2 separate regions of the Gossypium hirsutum genome follow, and region 1 is linked to region 2. Evidence: chromatin contacts called from public Hi-C data. All regions are on one chromosome and are shown on one strand. The core of a region is the stretch at or near the end of the contact, and the rest is flanking DNA. Distances in the headings are between cores, read along the strand shown.

The links. A called contact is a pair of places that touch in the nucleus more often than the background predicts.
Region 1: a contact with region 2 is called in a Hi-C map of leaf, with 1.8 times the contacts expected there. The contact joins the promoter of LOC107938537 here to the promoter of LOC107901713 in region 2. A contact is called at or near these places in 4 of 34 Hi-C or Micro-C datasets (anther and leaf).

Annotation. Positions count from the first base shown.
Region 1 is chrD06:50,987,638-50,990,337 of Gossypium_hirsutum_v2.1, reverse strand. It overlaps LOC107938537 (protein NRT1/ PTR FAMILY 4.5), which reads right to left and starts at 1,327. Exons shown (of 5, transcript XM_041095851.1): 1 at 1,114-1,327; 2 at 934-1,030; 3 at 618-835; 4 at 11-454. The coding sequence starts at 1,116.
Region 2 is chrD06:50,677,687-50,680,470 of Gossypium_hirsutum_v2.1, reverse strand. It overlaps LOC107901713 (probable LRR receptor-like serine/threonine-protein kinase RFK1), which reads right to left and starts at 1,357. Exons shown (of 22, transcript XM_016827811.2): 1 at 1,030-1,357; 2 at 803-965; 3 at 652-723; 4 at 487-555; 5 at 341-412; 6 at 182-253; 7 at 1-70. The coding sequence starts at 1,126.

The sequences.
Region 1 (2,700 bases), core at 78-2,577, 310 kb before region 2:
GCAAGCAAACCTGAATGAGTTCCAGAAGGACACTACTTCCTTGAACCACATGTATCCTATACAATGGCCATCCCAATACAGCAACGATGAGAGCCAAGAACATGGCGATGGCAGAGACTCCGAATCCAACATCCCATCCTTTATGATCATCAAGCCAGACATAGAGCGTTAAACTAACTGCACCACCAATGCACAAGGCGAACAATAAACCGTTGAAGAAACTGGACATTGTCTTAGCTTCTCGAGGGTCTTTCTCATCGAATTGATCAGCTCCATGGGATGGTATCGAGGCTTTAATCCCCGCCATTCCCGCAGCAACCAAGTATAGAGCAACGTAGAGGAACACAGTATCACTACTTTCAAGTTTCTCGCAACGAGAAGTCGGATCGAAGACGTTACAAGGCGGTGGCCTGAGGCTCGAATAGTGAGCTTGCGCTGTGAGCAATGCTAGTCCCTAGATATAACGATCATTCACAAAAAAAAAAAAAAAAAAACACACACACACACACACACACACACACACACCATGAAACCAACAAGTTTGTCAGTTGCTTTATGAAGTTTCTAGTCTGCCATGAAATTAAGAACCATGAAATCTAGCTCTAGCAATAGCCTACCAGGAACTCAACGGATCCAGAAATGAGAATACTTTTAAATCTGCCAATATAAGTGTCTGCGAAGACAGCAAAGATAATAGAAAGGATATAACCAGTCCCCATGAAGTTGGTTAGAGCATTAGCTGCATCAGATACTTCGAAGTGCAAAATCCCATTGAAGTAAGTCGTCAGGTTGACGGCCAAATGAAGATTTGCCAAGTTCTCAAATGCAAACGCCACTGCAGAAAAACAACAAGTCCTATACATGTGAGTTCATAACCAAAAAGTTCTTCTCCATTTTGCAATACAAAGGATGTATAGTAAAGCCTTCACTTACATAGAACGAACAAAGCAGCTCTCAGTCCTCCATGCTTGTGCTTCACAGCTGTTTCCCCCTTCCAATTCACCTTACCATCAACAAGCTCGAGTTTCTCCTACAACAAAAGCATGAAAATATTTTATTCCCTTCACCGGAAAATGAGTGAGCAAATGATGCCAAGAATATCAGAAAATATACCATTGCTACTTAATTAACTTGCAGGCTGGTCCTGTTTGCCTAGTGCAACAGATTAATCACCAATGGTAGGACAAGCAACGAGAAAGTTGTTTATATAAATTGGTTCAAAGAGAGTGACACTAATGGTGGACGAAGGCAGTTCATAGACCACAACACAATGCAGCTGGATATTGCCGACTTAAGTAGGAGATAGTTCCCCTAGCAACTTGGAATTAAGCATGCATGGAAATGACGTAGTGACATACGAAATTCTAATAGTCAGAAGTACTGTTGGAAGTGATTTTGAAATCGGGACATATAACAAAGTAATGGAACAAAAATAAGCAGAAGGAATTTTAGGTTACTCAAATGAATCAAAATATCGGAATCTGTTTGAACGTCGCCCACAAAGCTGTCAGCACCCTATGAAAATAATACAAATATATCTATAATACCGGATGCCTCTTTTGTGTGAAACTTGAGGGCATTAGTTAATGACTTAATATTACATTGTTCTACGATGTGGGTCCGGTGATGATTCATGAAAGAAAGCATTGTTTTTGTTGGGGAGGAAAACCCAAACTGAAAGTTGACAGAACTCACAGGAAGGATCGGTTCACTTTGTATATTACGATCTGGATTGATAGGTAAGATGTGACATCAAAGTGTTGCTGACATGGTGTTACAAGAAACCCCTTCTTTTTGTCCTGACGCTCGCCAATTACTGTCTAATGGGTCTGCCTTTTCTCTTTATCACTCAGATTTTTCGAGTCCTGGACAATTATGGCGGCTTTGACTGTTTCAAAGCATTTTCTTTTAATTGTATAATTATATTGGTTATTCTATTTTTTATGTGTAATTATTCGGAAAGCAATAAAATGTTTTTATTTCACATACAGATTAAAATTATATGATATGTAATATTGAATTTCTTAATTTCTTAAATATAACTTAACCACATATCAATTGTTTTGGGTAGAGGAACACGTTATGAAATGTTTCATCAATTTTTACTTGCAAAAATTAATATAATCATTCAAATATATCATCATCAAGAAATTCATAATAACCAAGTTTATTAAAATATACAATCACTTTACGATAACTAAGTTAATTAAATTATACAATACCCTATACATGCAAACACATTAATAATTATAAAACATAAAAAATATTAACTAAATTCAATAACATTAATAAATTACATGTAAAATAAATGCTAAATTAAATCAATGAAAAATTGTGAACAAAAGGATCAAATTGAATCAAAATTTAAGCTTAAAGGACCTAAATTGAAGATATGCCAAAATTAAAGAAAAAAAAAACTCAATAAATTGTATTATTTAATTTTTTATTATTACAACCTTTACAAATCACTCAGACATGAAATAAACAACTTCTAAAACGAACCCAACGCCATATTTTTGCATTAACTTCTTGCAGATAACTGTTGAAGTGCGCTGATCTCATTCAGACTTTTCTAAAACGAACATGTTGGGTGAGTTTTCCATTTCTTTTCATGTTGAAATCTTTCATCATGTCGCATGTTACAAATAATCATTTATTTTGTAGAGGTATAAATTAATATGTCACATTAAAAATATTTTT
Region 2 (2,784 bases), core at 108-2,607:
GTCCCTCAAGTTCCTCAGATCCGCAAGTTCTGATGGCAAATTTCCACTCAATCTGTTAGATGACAATCTTCTGAAAAAACACAAATGCATTACATCGTTCAAAGACTACTAAGAGACATATTCAAGACTGAAAAAAAAAGCAATGCTGTATCGTTCAAATACAAAGTCTTCAATGTCTTACAAAGTTTCCAAGTTCACCAACTGCCTGAGCTCCGGTGGGACTTGTCCTGAAAAATTGTTTACTTCAAGGTCCCTGTAAGATTCATAAGCTAAGGTTAATTTTCATTCAATTGGCTCTAAATGGATTCCATTTTCAAAATTAGACGACTTAAAAGCTTACAAGTACTTAAGGGTGCTAATGTTCCCCAGAGAGCTTGGAATTGATCCGAATAATCGGTTTCCGAAGACAGAGCTGCATGAAGATTATATAGTTAGCTCCATAACAACCAATTATGGTGAATTAGAAGGCAACTGAGTTTAACTCACATTTTCTCCAACTGCATTGAACCCCATTCAGTTGGTATGGAACCATTGAGGTAGTTATAAGCAAAATCACTGCAGGCAATATTAAGATTGTTGCAATACAACCTAAATTTATATCTATGCAGGTGACACCATGTCAGAGATTAAAAAAGAGTTTGTGTTGCTTACATCTCTTTGAGGTTAGGAAGATTTACTAGCTCTGATGGAAGTTTACCAGGAAGGTTCTGACGCTTAAATATCCTGAAATCATGTACACACACACACACTCACCTTTGAGTCCGGATCTCGTTTTAAAAACCAAAGAATTTGGAAAACCTACAAATGTGTGACATGGCAGGTATCATTCTCGCAGTGGCAAGTAACATTTCTCTCAGGGACAAACCCTATATCTACAGTGGCTGTGTCATTCTCTTGGCAAACATTTCCATCAAAATTCCAGTTTATAGCTCCCATTGTTCTGGCTATTTGATTCAGCACTGTCACTGTATAATAACACAACTCCATCAAAAAGAAATCCCAAAAAGCATAACAACAAGAAGAACATACCCTCATCTTCGGGCAGCGTGGCAGCCTCAACTTTATGTGTTCCAATCCAACTCAAGGCTAGTAAATATGATAGCAGAATCAGGGTCTTGATCAACATCTCTTCCTGTTAAACTTTCCTGCAAAACAAACAGAAAACTTTTCTGGGATTATGTACAGATCCTTTTTCTTAAACAACTAGTCCTTTGGTTTGACTTTATGTAATGGATCGGGGTAAACTTGCGACTAAATTGCAGATGGTTATACTAGTCAACGGTTAAACTGCTTGCAAGGAAAGTAGCCACCATTAATATTATTATTGACCTTTCATCACAGACTTATCGCGTAGCCTGACCTAATTAACCACGGTCTTGAAATACCTTGTCTGATTCTAACTTAAACTTTGCATTTTTCTAGTGATTTTTCATGGGAATTCATGGACGTGTGCTGTTTTGACACGGTAGGTTACTTAATATTTTCAAACCGCATGCAAGACAAAGATCAGTACGTTGTTCCCTTCCTGTATAAATATATTATATTTGTAGTCAATTTTCAGTTTTTGACACTCAAAACTCATTGATTGGCTAATTTAAACAAAGCAAGAAATGTGAATGGTTTAACTGCTACCTTTTTAACTTGGAAGCGGACCCATCAAAAAGTCCAGGATTTTTTACAAAACTAACCCAAAAATTTTAATTAATTATATAAATGACTCATTTTTTAATTAAACACGTAAATGACCTAAAATTTACAGTGAAAGTTGGTGGAACCAAAGAGTTTGGCGTCACCAACCAAGATAAAAAATTAATTTTTTGGTGGAACCGTGTAGAATGACGCCACCTGTATAAATATTAGATAAATACTATGATTTCTAAACAAATGGAGGGCCTTTAAAAAATTTCTTTTTTTTATGGAGACAAATAAATTGACGCTCCCAGTTTCTAAAGTTGCCATCCCTTTTTCCTTTTAAAATTTTAAATATATATAAATTTGCGTGACTCAACTTCCAAAGTTGCCCAACTCCCTTTTTTTTAATTTTAAATATATTAAGAAAACCTTTTTTTTTTCTTTACCTATTAAAAAATATATTAAAATTTTAAAATTGGTTAATACTTAAAATTTTTTTAATAGGTTCAAAATGTTAATATATTTTAATATATCTAAATATATTAAGTATATTAAAATTTTAAAATTGGTTATACTCAACATTTTCTTTAACATATTTAAAATTTAAAATTTTTTTAATTTTTTAAAATTTTAAATATATTAAAAAATATTTTTTCTCTTTACCTATTAAAAATATATTAAATATATTAAAATTTTAAAATATATTTTAAAAAACTATATTGAATATATTAAAATTTTAAAATTAATTATACTTAACATTTTTTTAATATATTTAATTTTTTAAAATATATTAAATATTTTAAAATTTTAAAATTGGTTATACTTAACCTTTTTTAATATATTTAAATTTTTTAAATTTTTTAAAATTTTAAATATATTAAAAAAATCTTTTTTGTCTTTACCTATTAAAATATATATTAAGTATATTTAAAATTTTAAAATTAATTATACTTAACATTTTTTAATATATTTAAAATTTTAGAAAACTTTAAAAAATCACATTGGAAATTGGGGGGCCAATTTATTTGGCTCTACCAGGAAATGGAAAAAAATTTTAAAGTCCCTCCATTTTTTTAGAAATTATAATATTTTTCTGATATTTATAAAGGTGACCCATTCTACATGGCTCCGCCAAAAATTTAATTTTTTTAT